5 separate regions of the Sus scrofa genome follow, and all the other regions are linked to region 1. The links are chromatin contacts, called in public Hi-C and HiChIP or PLAC-seq maps. All regions are on one chromosome and are shown on one strand. Each heading gives the region's core, a stretch centred on a gene start, on an enhancer-like site or on the middle of the called end of the contact. The rest is flanking DNA. Distances are from core to core; before and after follow the strand shown.

Region 1 (2,700 bases), core at 91-2,590:
ATAGGTTTTTAAGGTTATTTATTTCCTTCTTCCCTTAGAACACACAGACACAGACACGCATATGTTGCTTTTGCAGTCATTTTTATTTTTTGTTTTTTTGCTTTTTAGGGCCGCACCCATGGCATATGGAAGTGCCCAGGCTAGAGATTGAATTGGAGCTGCAGCTGCCGGCCTACGCCACAGACACAGCAACACGGGATCCGAGCTGCATCTGTGACCTACACCACAGCTCATGGCAACGCCAGATCCGTGACCCACTGCATGTGGCCAGGGATCGAACCCGAAACCTCATGGTTCCTAGTCAGATTCATTTCCTCTGTGCCACAACGGGAACTCCATAGTCATTTTTTAAAAAAATAGACTTAAATGTTCTCAGTTGCAGGTAGTCGGTTAAGATGCCTTCAAAATGTGCTGCATGTAGGTGCGAGTGGGTGGGGGTGAGTTGCAGTCTCAAGACCTAGCGCACTGTGGACCCGCTCAGGAGCCTGCTTCCAGATCACAGGTTTGTGCAACAAGAGGGCTAATGCCGACATCTTCCTTTCTGGAGAAATGGAATGACTCAGAATCCAGATGTTTCGCCTAGCCCTGCATTTGTAATTAAGAGCTGACGGTGGCAGTTCCCAGGGAGTCTTTGAATCATCTCTTCTTATATTTGCTCTTTTTAGAACAATCTAGGACATGTCAGCTGAAAAAAAAAAAAAAAAAGTTGCTTGCCAAGAGAGAATGACTTTTTATGTGGGGGTGGGGACACCGAGTTCTTTTTCCCCCTCTCTGCAGGGGAACACAGTGGAGAGAATGAGCTAATGATTCTCAGAGAAATAAGTGCGTGCTCATGAACTCAGATACCTGGAGAACTTCATGAAATGTAGGCCGTTTCATGTAACTTTTCCCTTTAGTCCTGGCGTGTATACAATGATGAAGAGACGATCATTTCACTTTAATGAACAAATGCTAGCACAAAAGAGCTGAACCAGAGAAACCTGAATTTGCGGGCAGCCGCATGAAGTAAAAATAAACTCGCTACCTATTGTGAAATCATTTTGGGTGCAGTGTGCCCCAGGACGGTGTCACTCCTGGTTCTTCTTTTTCCCATCCACGTAAGAGTGTCCTCGTCCAAGCCAACTCTGGATTTAGATAAACAGATGATTTATTTAGATAAATCAGATGAGGTCCTAGATCACCCTGGCGCAGGAGAAAAGACCTTATTTCTTCACTTGTCAAATACTTACCTGTCCAGCACATTCTGTAAGGCACTAAATCCTGGTTTCCACGCCTATCTTTTATTACTTTCATTTCCTGAGATTCTGAGAGGGCTGGTGGAAGCAGAAGCAATGGTCTTAGTAGTGCAGAATTTTGGAGCACAATGTACTTCCTCCTCAAATGTTCCTCAAATGTCGCTTCGTCAGCTAGTGATAATTAGGAAATTGTCATCATTGCAACAAAATGAAAAACCAAGTAAAAAGAAAGTGAATTTTGCGTAAAGCGAAATGTATTTCCCAAAAGGATATCTGTCCTACTTTTCTAATTTGGGGGGCGTAAAGCCTTTATCCTTTTCTTTGCTGCCCTCCTTTCTTGTGACGGAAACTGGAATGTCACTCCAAAATATGTCTCCCTGACAGAAAAATTTATTTTGAGCTGAAAGCAATTGAGAAGCCGCAGATGTCGGAAAAGCTCCCTCTTTGCTGCTTAAAGAGAGGGTATGAATTCTCCTGCTGGCAATAGGCTTTTAGTGGCCCAGAGACATCAGAGGGATCTGCGAACAAACCTCACTCCTTTAATGTCCTCCCATATAGTTACCTTCCAACTGTCTGCCGCTCTTGGAAGGCTAAAACTGCTTTCCTTTGTCCTACCATTTCCCTAGAGATTTTTCTTTTTTCTTTTTTCTTTTTTTTTTTTTTTTTGGTCGAAGTTGCTATATAAGCTAGGGTTCTAAGCCACTGCTTTGAGTTCCTCTTCATTTTGGAGTTCCTGTCGTGGCGCAGTGGAAATGAATCCAACTAGGAACCATGAGGTTGCAGGTTCGATCCCTGGCCTCTCTCAGTGGGTTAAGGATCTGGTGTTGCTCTGAGTGTGGTGAAGGCCGGCAGCTGTAGCTCTGATTAGACCCCTAGCCTAGGAACCTCCATATGCCGTGAATGTGGCCCTGAAAAGCAAGAAAAAAAAAAAAAGTTCCTCTTCATTTAGATTTCTCCTGACTGATGCGAGTTGCATGCTTTATTTTTTGTTGTTGTCATGAAGAACTCCAGCTGAAAACCTAAGATGATATAGTTTTGCTTCTCTTGCACCTGTCAGAGGAGAAAAGGTTCAAGAAACTGAGACCCAGATGGGGATCAAAGTGTCCCTTTGGTCTTGGGCTGGGCAAGGGCTCAGTAACATCCTAAATCCAGGCCAAAGGGCAGCCTTCTCTTCCCTCCTTTGCTACTGAATTCAGCCAGGTCTATCCCACAGGGCTGATCTGAGTGACACCCAGTCACAGGTAGAGGAGGTGGAGCAGAGACAGAATTATAGATTGCTAGAGTGGGCCAGGCTTAGCCAGCTTAACTCTGCCAAGGTGCCATGAACTCTCACCCAGACTTTGCCCACCGGTGAGCCATGCCCTGTGAATGTCAGCTTATTGATCAGATTAGGTGCGTCTCTTCCTTTTGGATGGTAAGCATGTGGGGTGGAAGCTGTCTCCCCAGCATTGGCCCAGATGTGAAA
Region 2 (2,700 bases), core at 126-2,625, 1.2 Mb after region 1:
GAATCTGGTTCTTGAGCATGATCACGGCAGGACCTCCTCCCTATGTGTTAAATGAGGTGGAGGATGCATCACAGAGGCCTTGTGGGCAGTTGCCTTGAGGAGGAGGCTCTGTCTGCAGAGAAAGCCAGCAGAGAGGCTTATTATCATCATTATTATTTTCTTATATATTTTTAGGGCCATACTCGCTGCATTTCCAGGCTAGGGGTCAAATCAGAGCTGCAGCTGCTGGCCTACGCCACAGCCACAGCAACTCGGGATCCAAGCCTTGTCTGCAATCTACATCACAGCTCACAGAAAAGCCAAATCCTTAACCCACTGAGTGAGGCCAGGGATCAAACCCACATCCTCATGGGTACTAGTCGGGTTCGTTACTGCTGAGCCATGACAGGAACTCCAGGTTTATTGTTTTTGTTTGTTTGTTTGTTTTGTCTCTTTCCTTTGTCTTTTCTAGAGCCGCACCCGAGGCATATGGAGGTTCCCAGGCTAGGGGTCAAATCAGAACTGTAGCTGCCGGCCTACATCACAACCACAGCAATGTAGGATCTGAGCTGCGTCTGTGACCTACACCACAGCTCATGGCAATGCTGGATCCTTAACCCATTGAACAAGGCCAGGGATCAAACCTGCGTCCTCATGGATGCTAGTCAGATTCGTTAACCACTGAGCCAACAATGGGAACTCCAAGTTCCATTCTTATCTGATTTTAACATACTGGTTTTAAGGGGTTTGGGGGGTTGGCTTATTTTTATTTTGTTTGATTGTCCTTCTAATCAGCTTTCCTATAAACTGATATTAAAAGGAGTTGCTTTTCCTCAGCCTGAGATTAGTGAAGAAAGATGCCCAGGAGTATTTCGAAAAAGAGGTCAAAGTTGGGAGTTTGCCCAGAATTTAAAAATTCACCCCAAGTAAACTGCATTTGCATAATGAACCGTTGCTGCTCCCCTCCTGCTGGGTCTAATTGCATCCTGCCACGTGTGAAAAGCCACGTCACTCTCCACGCTCTTATCTGGCTTTCCCAGATCAGAGCTCCTTCTCCCATCAGTCTGCTGATAGTTGGTCGTCTCTGCAGATGAGAAAGTGAAAGCTAAATTGCCAGGAGGCAAAAGGTGCTGAAAGAAAGGAAACTAGAAATCGAGATTCACCAGGGCTTCAAAAAGCCATGCAGTTACCAAATGATAACTCATTTAAAAAGGTAGTCACAGTATCAGGGTAAGTCAATGAGTGGCAGTGCCATGGAACCAAAGCTGGCCCGTCACCTGTTTTGTAAAGTTTTATCATAGCACAGTTACCCCCCTCTATTTATTCGGGTTGGTGGCTAGTTTCTAGCTACATACATGGCAGTCACAGCAGAGACCGCCTGGCCCTTTACAGAAAGGTTTGCTGCCCCCTGGTGGACGTACAGGAGATTCAAACAGGGTGAAATGGGAGCAAGCAGAGAGATGGGGAGGGGGGCAGCTGCTTTCCACTGACTTGGTCAGGGGATGCCTCTCTGATGGTGACATTTAAACCAATACCCGGGAGTTCCTATTGTGGCTCAGCGGGTTACAAACCTGACTAGTATCCAGGAGGATGCGGGTTTGATCCCTGGCCCTGTTCAGTGGGTTGAGGATCTGGCGTTCCTGTGAGCTATGGCGTAGGCTCCAGGTTTTCGTGGGATCTGGCATTGCTGTGGCTGTGGCGTAGACTGGCAGCTGTAGCTCCGATTCGCCCCCTAGCCTGGGAACTTCCATATGCCCGGGGCGCGGCCGTAAAAGGAAAAAAGGGAAGTGAGAAAGAAAGGGAGAAAAGAAAGAAGGAACGAAAGAGGGAGGAAGGGAGAGAGAGAAGGATGGTTAAAGCTAAGGGGGAAATACCATGTGTTCTAGCTTCTCACTATCACCAACGCACCTTTACGACCACCTGGGGGTCTGCTTTTGGTCTAGGATTCTGATTTCTCAGGGTTCATGCCACCTTCCCAGCCTGCACCCAAGAAGCCCCCAGGCCTTAGCACATCCCAGCCATATCCGCCAGCCTTTGGGGGCAGCGGCATCTGAGACAAGAGGATGTTTCAAGGCAGGAGCCAAGACTTAGGTCCCACGGTAGCCTCAACCCCCAGGCAGTGTCACCGCTACTGCTCTCTGGCCCAGTCAGTGAGGCCTGACCAGCCCGGGGAACGGGGGCGGGGGGTAGGGGGCTTGGAGCTTCTGTTAAATTAGACCGGGGTGGACTTTGGTGCTCCCCCTCCGAAGAACTCAGTATTCTCCCGCTTCTAGAGCTAGCTGGGAGCACGCTCAGCATCTTCCTTGATGTTACGTGCCCCTCTCTGCATCACAACGGTAGTCTGCCTTGGAAAGGACCCACACTTAGGTTCCTGGAAGGAGCCTTGCTGGTCTGGGCCGGACCCCTGCACCTGCTGCGACATCTAGTGGTGAAAAGTGAGAACGCACCGCCCACCCGGCAGGGAGAAATTTCAGAAACTTGAGTCCCAGTTTGAGTCTGTCAAACTGGGTTGTGTTCAGATTCTTCAAGGTTTTTCGTGAGCACAGGAAGGGGTCAGCCTCAAGGACGAGGTGAGATTTCCTCAGATGGGAGAAGTATATTTTGCCTTTCAAGATCATGGTGGATTCTGTCCATCTTGATGGAGAGAGCAGTTTCCTGGCCTGTCTTCCCAAGGGCAAGGTGAAGGATGAGTGAGTCTGTCCCAGCCCAGGCCAGTAGTCT
Region 3 (2,700 bases), core at 44-2,543, 1.2 Mb after region 1:
AGCATATGGAAGTTCCCAGGCTAGGGGTTGAATCAGAGCTGTTGCCACTGGCCTATGCCATAGCCACAGCAACGCCAGATTCAAGCCACGTCTGCAACCTACACCACAGCTCACGGGAACGCCAGATCCCTGACACACTGAGAGAGGCCAGGGATTGAACCTGCATCCTCATGGATTCTAATCGGATTCGTTTCCACTGCGCCACCAAAGGACCTCCTATACTTTCTTTTTCTCATACTATCTTTATCATGTTCTATCCCATGGGACTAGATATGGTTTCCTGTGCTGTACAGAAGGACTTCATTGCTTATCCATTCTAAATGTACTGGTTTACATGTACGGGTATTTTAGATCTAAGGTATGAATTTCACACCCATCCGTCTGGTCTCACTCCACCAACTTGTGGCAGCGTATCTTCTTCTGACCTGGGCTTTTTTTTTTTCCTTTTTGTCTTTTTAGGGCCGCATCTGCAGCATATGGAGGTTCCCAGGCAAAAGGTCAAATCAGCTGTAGCCACCGCCAGCCTATATCCCAGCCACAGCAATGCCAGATCCATAACCCACTGAGCAAGGCCAGGGATCGAACCTGCGTCCTTATAGATGCTAGTCAGATTTCCACTGAGCCACGACGGGAACTCCTTTTCTCCTGACTTGTAAAGTGGGTACATTAGGCCTCCCCTTTCTCTCATTGAGGGGAGCTGATCTTTGCTAGCTGTGTTCCCACCCTTTTGTGGAGCCCAGGGCACCTGTCTGCACCATCAAAGCCAGGCAGTGTTCCCAGGCCTCCACATCAGGGTGACATGAGAGTCCAGCAAATCGCAGATGGGGGTGTCTCTGCAAGGTCACCAGATCGGCCCTGCATTCCCACCAGCCTTTCTGATGAGCATCCCCACCCTCCCACCCCCGCTCTTCCCTTAGGTTCGGAAACGATCTTCACATTTCAAATAAGCTGTTTGTTCTGGATGCCGGGGCTTCCGGGTCTAAGGACATGAAGGTACTTCGAAATCACCTGCAAGAAATCCGGAGCCAGATTGTTTCGGTGAGTAAACCTGGAGAAGGTGGACTCAAACCTCACCCGGACTGTCCAGTGACTCAGGACTCAGGTCTCCTTATGTGGCCCTCTTGGTTTGCTTGGGTTCTCAGGGGACCCAATACAAAGTGTCTGCCTGGCCGTGTTCTTATCGCATTGCTCTGGGGTGAGGAAGGAGGAGGAGAGAAACAAGGAGACATTTAGAAATTACGCAAGCAATTCAGACGTGACTTATGGTGAAATATTTGGGAAATGAGGAAACGTGGAAAAAGAGTCACCCGCAAACTTCAGTGACAAGCATAAAATATTAGATGACCACGTGGAAGGAGACGGTGGTCTTGGCTGGCCAGATCTTACAAAGTGTTTCATTTTCCAAAGTTACATAAACCTAATACAGTTCCAGTTAGTGTCTGATTAGGATTGAGGAGATAGGGGTTTTCTCTGCAAAGGTTAGTAGAAGAATAAAAGAAACATATTATAAAAGCGCTGTCATCAATAAATCAATAAATAAGTGGAATAGATTAGTGAGTGTAGAAGTAAATCAGAACACCTACAGAAAGTTAATAGAAAACAGAGATGTGATTTAAATTTAATGGGGAAAATGTTTATTTAATAAATGATCTGGCACACCTGGCCATTTGCCTAGAAAGAAATAAGTTTGAACTCCTTCTTGCTACGTAGCCCCAAAATAAATTGCAGGCAGATTAAAGCTTTTAAATAGAAAGAAAATCAAGCAATGTCTTGAATGGAAATGCAAGAGATTTTATTTTTAAAATAACTTGGGAGCGCTTGGGGAAACCTATTAAACCAAGATAGAAAACCTCAGGCATTTTCAAAGAAAATCCACCAATATTTTGCCACATGCATTTGACAACATAAAGGTTTAAAGGTTTGTTCTGGCAAATAAATTCCATAAACGAAGTTAAAAGGTGAGATGGACTGGGGGAAAATACTTTCCAAGCCTCTGGCCTATAAAAGGTTACTCAAATAGCTCTCTGAAATTGGTACCAAAAGGGTAAATGCCCCAATGGGAAAATGCAGAAATAAAGCCCCGGGGACTTTTCCCGCTTCCAAGCTCAAGTATAACAGGGGGGATGTGGCTCTCCTGGCAGATGCCGCTTTGGTTATAACTGTAGTTTGCTTGATGGAAATGCCATGCTTCCTTTGTTTTTTTTCCCTTTGGTCTTTTTTTTCAGGGGGTGGGTGGAGGCACCCCCGCAGCATATGGAGGTTCCCAGGCTAGGGGTCAAATTGGGGCTGTAGCCGATGGCCTACCCCACAACCACAGCAATGCCAGATTCGAGCTGCATCTGCGACCTACACCACAACTCATGGCAACACCAGATCCTTTACCCACTGAACAAGGCTGGGGATCGAACTTGCATCCTCATGGGTACTCGTCAGATTGGTTTCCGCTGAGCCACAATGGGACGTCCGGCATGCCGTGCTTTCAATACGAGGCTCCAGTTTCAGACATGCTTTTGGAATTTTCAGGAACCCTTTCCTCTGTCATGAAGCCTGGCCCTTGCTTTCTGAGGGGGCTGCACTGTGGCACAGTCAGTGAGGAGGGAGTAAGCCTGGAGGCCCTGGAGAGCCTGTCACAGAAACCAGTGTGTGGTGACATGGAACAGTGGTCTATGAAGGACTCAGTTCCTGCCCACCAGGTGGGAC
Region 4 (2,700 bases), core at 161-2,660, 1.0 Mb after region 1:
TGGCCTTAACTGCAGCCGCTGCAACACTGGATCCTTAACCCGCTGTACCGGCCTATGGGGGAATCGAACCTGCGTTCTTCCCAAGATGCCGCTGATCCAGTTGTGCCAAGGCGGGAACTCCTCATACCTTCTTATAGTTCAAATCCCAGCTCAAAAGCCCTGTCCAGGAGGGGAACGCCACCTAATGTGGCCCACTCCCGCTCTGTCATTCTCTATCTCATTATCCTTCAATTTTGTCTCCATAGAATGGATCTAAAGTGATCTCGTTTATTTGCTTACATATTTATTGTCTGGCTTCGCCACCATAATGCAAGTGTCATGAGGGCAGGGATTTTTTTAAACCTATTACGCTCCCTGCGATTTCCTGGTGCCGAGCACAGTGCCTGGCCCACCCTAGGCGCTCAGGACACATTTGCAGGACATTTCCCTGGAATCCCGCCAAAGGAGGCAGGTCTCGGCGTGTCACAGGTGGGGCGCCCACGGTGCGCGCGGCCGCGATGGCTGCGCTCCCCACGCGGGTGCGGGGTGAGTGGGTGTGTGCGGGGGTGTGCGCGGTAGAGCGCGCCAGCGAGCCCCGAGCGGGGAGGAGCAGCCAGCGCAGCACAGCACCCGCAGCAACGGCCGGGCCGGGCAGCTCGGAGGTGGGTGGGCCGTGTCGCCAGCCCGCCCGCGGGGTCCCCCATTGGCCGCCTGCCGGCCGCCCTCCGCCCGGAAGGCGGCGAGGAGCCGAGGGCTGCTCTGCAGCTGGAGCGGGAGAGCTCAGCCGAGCCGACGCCGGGCGGACGCGCGCGGGATCAGCGTCCTCACTTGCTGCCTCCCTGCGCTCCCGCCGCCGCCCCGCTCGCTCCCGGCGCTGGCGCCTACCGTTGGCCTCGGACAGCGCTCCGGAGGGACCCGGGCAGCTCCCGGGCGCCCGGGTGAGTGGCCGCGCGCGGCTCTCCGGCTCCTCCCGGGCCCCGCCGCCTGCTTTTGCTTTCGCGGCCGCGGCGCGGCGGGGTTTGCCCCGGCAGCCGCCTGGACCACCGGGAAGGCCGAGGCGGGGTAAACTTGACTGCGGGGAGAAGTGGGATCACAGTCGGGAGGGGCCCCCGGCCTCGTGGGGCGGGTGGAAACAGGTGGCGCGGGCCGGGCGCTTTGTGTCGAGGCGCGGGGACCGGGAGCGGGCGGCCGCGCCTCCCTCGGCCGCTCCCTTCCCTCCCTTGCTCCCCCGGGCGGCCGCAAGCCGGGTCGGCCGGGTAACGGAGCGGGAGTCGCCAGGAATGTGCCTCTGGGGACTGCGTGACTCGAGGGAGGAGAGAAGGTGGCCGGGGAGGTGCGGGAGCCGAGAGGTGGCGCGGGGGCTGCACCGCCGCTGCAGGCAGGAGAGGGATGCTTCCAGCGAGCAGTGTTCCGCCCGGGTGAGGGCTTCATTCTTCCGCGGCGCCCCTGGAGGTGGGGAGCTGGGTGGGCGTGTGTGTGCAGAGAAAGAGGAGGCGGGGAGGCCAGCCACTTCCGGAGCCGATTTTGATCCTAGCCCAGCGCCTTGCTTTCGGGGAAGCGGACCTTGGGGTGCGGTTGTGCTCGGCCCCACGCGTGCGCGGGCGATGCGGGGCTGGGGGCGTCCCTGGCTTGGGTTTAACAAAGAGTGCTCCTCTCCACCCGGAGGGGAGGGGCAGCTCCGGAGAGGTGGTCTTCAGCAAGTGGGTCTTAGCCCTGGGGAGAGGTACTTCCTTTGGGAGTTGTCATTTTGTTATTCTTATTACCTTTTTTTTTTTTTTTAAAGGACGGGACTCTCATGCATGAGGGGCCCACGGAGGCGCAGGAGCAGGAGCGGTGGTGATGGTTTGGGAAGCGGAGCTGAAGTGCGCTGGGCTTTGGTGAGGCGTGACAGTTTATCATGACGGTGTTCAGGCAGGAAAACGTGGACGATTACTACGACACCGGCGAGGAACTTGGCAGGTACTGGGGGTGCCGGAAGCGCACGCTTCTGGGTTGTGCGAATGCATGTTATTGCAAGCAGTGGGCGGTAAACAAATGCAGTTTGAAATCAGGCGTCTCCCTTGCCCTTCCAGGAGACACGCAAATTATAGAGAAAAGAGTTACTAACCCAGTGACGACCAGGGACCAGAAATAAACGACCTAATCCTGGGGGCTGGGGGGTGGAGGGGCGATTTCAGTGTTAGATTATGACACAGGGTGTATGGATCAAGACTCCTGGACAAGAGATTTAATTGTCTGCAGTAACTCTTGTCAGCCGTGGTCCTTCTGCCAGAATAAGGCAGAAGCTGAGATATAATTGCGGCTGGAGTTCGCTCTTATGTGTGATTTAGACGAAGTACAAACTGATTAATAGGCTTATTTTTAAAAGCTTAAGACTTGCCCTTTTTCTGAGTTTTCAAGAGTGATATGCACAAGTATAGGTAGGTCACACATGGAGACTTGTCAGATGTTGAATTGGATTTTGAAACTTCCTTGAACCATGAATTTAATTACGTGGTTGGTCTCAGTGGTTGCTCTGGTTTCATTCGCAACGTTAAATTTTTAACAAATCCCTGATTGAGAGTCTAATATGGCTATCTGGATTCAGAGCATACTTCCAGTGCTGTGGGAGGGAGCTGTGATTCTGAATGTGAAGCCTTTCAGTTCCAGGTGAACAAAGAAGGATTTCATTGGGGGCCTCCAAGGGCTGGATGGGTTTCCCTTTCACCAGGGATTTGACAG
Region 5 (2,722 bases), core at 112-2,611, 1.3 Mb after region 1:
GTGGGATCCAAGCCGCATCTTCGACCTACACTGCAGCTCACGGCAACGTCGGATCCTTAACCCACTGAGCGATGCCAGGGATCAAACCTCTGTGCTCATGGATGCTAGTCAGATTCGTTTCTACTGAGCCATGACAAGAACTCCAAGACTTGCTTCTTTTCATCATAGACTTAAACTAGACCCTTGACTGTGAGGATCAGCAGCCGTAGCATGAACTTGGCTGCCGATCTGGGTTTGGATAAAGCACCAAGAGCTCAAAATGCTCTGAGTTCCCTCCTCCTTGGCCCCCTGCACCTCCCAGGTTCCCGCACACCAAGTGGAGAGGAGATTAAGTCCCAGAGAAGAAATAACAAATTGTTTTTAAAAGCAAAAGACTCCTTTTGATGGTAAGAAGGGAGAAGGAGCTTGGGTTGCAGGGAGTCATTTGGTAAATGATTTCTAGCTGCCAACGACTGTAGGCAAAGGGCAAGACAATAAAGGGCTCATATCTGCAAAGGCATTAAAGAGCCATCTCAAGTCTCCTGGCAGTCGCTTTGTGCCAGGGAGAATGCAAACGCAAGTCCCCATAACTCAGGGTAGGTTTTAGTGGAACAAGGCCCTGAGCTTGTTATCATTACAATACGTGGCAGCTGGAAAAATCATATATATTTTTCTCCATAGCGTGTCTCCAAGTATTTTGTTCTTCTTCTTTTTTTTTTTTTTTTTCTTTTTAGGGCTGCACCTTTGGCATATGGAAGTTCCCACATTCGGGGTCAAATCGGAGTTGTAGCTGCCGGCCTCCACCACAGCCACAGCAATGCCGCATCCTTAATCCACTGCGCGAGGCCAGGGATCGAACCCACATCCTCATGGATACTAGTTGGATTTGTTCCCTCTGAGCCACAACGGAACTCCTGTTCCTTCCGTGACACAAGGCAAAGTCCCTTTTATCAACGCACCCCTGGAAGAATCTTTCAAGGCAACTCGCTCCAACACCCCACCCCTCCACCCCCCGCCAGGGCACACAGGCTAATAGCTTTTGACCTGAGGGTATCCAGCCCCAACACCTGCAGCCCTGCCCCCACCCCACCCCCACCCCCGGCCTGGATGGGACTCACAGGTTGGCCAGGCCGGCCTTGCGCACGGCAGAGGAGATGGCTTTGATGGCCGTCAGCATGGAGTTGAGCAGCTGCGTGAGCTCCCCGGTGCCTTTGGCCTGCCGGCCCTTTTCCATAACATAGCGGGTCAGGGTGAGCATATCTGTTTCGAAGGGGCTTCTGTCCCCCATGATGCTAGGGAATGCTTCAAGTCCTTGTCTACCTGCAGAAGCAAAGCCTTATCTGTAAGGACTGATCCGTCCGCCGCTGAATCAGAGCTGATTATGAGTCTGTCCTAGCTGGGCCAGGACCTTTAAGGGGGAAGTGCCACCACCCACGTGGTTGAGATAACTGGGCAAGCCCTCAAGGAAACCTCTCTGGCCTGGCTCATCTGAAGGCTGCCAGAGCCCTTAAGCAAGCTGTAAATAGAACAGGCAACCCGGAACCACAGACCTACTTTTTCTTGATGAAGCTTCTTCTTTAAAGATCCTAAGAAGCAACCATTTAGTAGCAGGTAGGAGATGGGAAATTCATCTGCGGAAAACAAGGGTCCCTAAAACCCTGTTATTCAAGGGCTCCAAAGGATTCTTCTTGTATCTCCGCTGCGGTGCCTCCTTCCCTTTCATCACAGACACAGATTGGCAGATACCTTATCTGGGGAATAGGTCACATAACAAAATAGTGGCAATCCTGGCACCTCTTAGCCAGGGTTCTCTCACATGTTTGAAAGGGATGCTTTTTATTTCCAATAAAAAGTACGCTTTTTATGGATTTCCTGTTGTGGCTCAGCAGTAACAAACCTGACTAGTATCCATGAAGATGTAGGTTTGAACCATGGCTTCGTTCAGTGGGTTAAGGATCCAGTGATGCCGTGACTCGTGATGTAGGTTGCAGACATGGCTTGGATCTGGCGTTGCCGTGGCTGTGGTGTAGACTGAGAGTTGCAGCTCCGATTCGACCCCTAGCCTGGGAACTTCCATATGCCACAGGTGCAGCCCTAAAAAGAAAAAAAAATGCTTTTTATTTCCAACAAAAAATTTATTTTAGATGGATATTTATAATAGATATTCAAATCTGGAAGAAAATAAATTCTATTCCTAGCACAATGCCTAGCACCAGGGTTATTTTATCAATTCTTTATCCTTTCAATTTCTCCGGACTTGCATTTTTTTTTTTTTCCTTTTCTTTTTAGGGCTGCACCTGCAGCGTGCAGAAATTCCCAGGCTAGGGGTCCAGTTGGGGTTCCAACTCCCAGCCTATGCCACAGCCACATCAACACCAGATCCAAGCTGCGTCTGTGGTCTACACACATTTACACCACAGTTCACGACAACATCAGATCCTTAACCCACTGAGGCCAGGGATCAAACCCACATCCTCATTAGATACTAGTTGGGTTCTTAACCAACCCACTGAGCAACAATGAGAATGCCTGCATTTTTTTTTTTAACTTTTCCCTTTTAGGGCTGCAATTGCAGCATATGAGGTTCCCAGGCTAGGAATCAAATCAGAGCTACAGCTGCTGGCCCACACCACAGCCACAGCAACGCAGGATCCTTCACCCATCGAAGGAGGCCAGGGTTTGAAGCCGCAACCTCATGGTTACTAGTCGGATTCATTTCCACTGCGCCACGATAGGAACTTCA

The links. A called contact is a pair of places that touch in the nucleus more often than the background predicts. HiChIP or PLAC-seq counts read pairs in DNA pulled down with a chosen protein or histone mark.
Region 2: a contact with region 1 is called in an H3K27ac HiChIP or PLAC-seq map of alveolar macrophages. The contact joins two enhancer-like sites. A contact is called at or near these places in 22 of 47 Hi-C or Micro-C datasets (adipose tissue, alveolar macrophages, blood and 14 more) and 1 of 2 datasets of contacts at active chromatin or transcription factors (alveolar macrophages).
Region 3: a contact with region 1 is called in an H3K27ac HiChIP or PLAC-seq map of alveolar macrophages. The contact joins two enhancer-like sites. A contact is called at or near these places in 2 of 47 Hi-C or Micro-C datasets (fibroblasts and mesenchymal stem cells) and 1 of 2 datasets of contacts at active chromatin or transcription factors (alveolar macrophages).
Region 4: an H3K27ac HiChIP or PLAC-seq map of alveolar macrophages shows a contact between it and region 1. The contact joins the promoter of LOC106507907 here to the enhancer-like site in region 1. A contact is called at or near these places in 8 of 47 Hi-C or Micro-C datasets (embryonic fibroblasts, epiblast stem cells, heart right ventricle and 3 more) and 2 of 2 datasets of contacts at active chromatin or transcription factors (alveolar macrophages and skeletal muscle).
Region 5: a Hi-C map of retroperitoneal adipose tissue shows a contact between it and region 1, with 3 times the contacts expected there. The contact joins the promoter of FBP2 here to the enhancer-like site in region 1. A contact is called at or near these places in 13 of 47 Hi-C or Micro-C datasets (alveolar macrophages, embryonic fibroblasts, epiblast stem cells and 8 more) and 1 of 2 datasets of contacts at active chromatin or transcription factors (alveolar macrophages).

What each region holds. Positions count from the first base shown.
Region 1 is chr10:28,978,316-28,981,015 of Sscrofa11.1, reverse strand. No RefSeq gene overlaps it. Among named protein-coding and RNA genes, the nearest start is that of ZCCHC6, 16 kb to the left of the region's middle. Within about 2 kb of position 1,340, at least 11 of the 83 cell types and tissues checked have an H3K27ac peak or open chromatin away from gene starts, as enhancers often do. A contact at or near this core is called in adipose tissue, alveolar macrophages, liver and 2 more, where this site is marked.
Region 2 is chr10:27,757,531-27,760,230 of Sscrofa11.1, reverse strand. All of the region lies in intron 19 of DAPK1 (death-associated protein kinase 1), which reads left to right. Among named protein-coding and RNA genes, the nearest start is that of CTSL, 84 kb to the right of the region's middle. Within about 2 kb of position 1,375, at least 15 of the 83 cell types and tissues checked have an H3K27ac peak or open chromatin away from gene starts, as enhancers often do. A contact at or near this core is called in adipose tissue, alveolar macrophages and liver, where this site is marked.
Region 3 is chr10:27,733,389-27,736,088 of Sscrofa11.1, reverse strand. It overlaps DAPK1 (death-associated protein kinase 1), which reads left to right. Exons shown (of 26, transcript XM_021064621.1): 24 at 918-1,038. Among named protein-coding and RNA genes, the nearest start is that of CTSL, 60 kb to the right of the region's middle. Within about 2 kb of position 1,293, at least 5 of the 83 cell types and tissues checked have an H3K27ac peak or open chromatin away from gene starts, as enhancers often do. A contact at or near this core is called in alveolar macrophages, where this site is marked.
Region 4 is chr10:27,952,369-27,955,068 of Sscrofa11.1, reverse strand. LOC106507907 (basic proline-rich protein-like) reads right to left here and starts at 1,410. Exons shown (of 2, transcript XM_021064271.1): 1 at 865-1,410. The coding sequence starts at 1,410. It overlaps DAPK1 (death-associated protein kinase 1), which reads left to right and starts at 361. Exons shown (of 26, transcript XM_021064621.1): 1 at 361-468; 2 at 1,763-1,938. The coding sequence starts at 1,877.
Region 5 is chr10:27,630,472-27,633,193 of Sscrofa11.1, reverse strand. It overlaps FBP2 (fructose-bisphosphatase 2), which reads right to left and starts at 1,361. Exons shown (of 7, transcript NM_001167632.2): 1 at 1,098-1,361. The coding sequence starts at 1,156.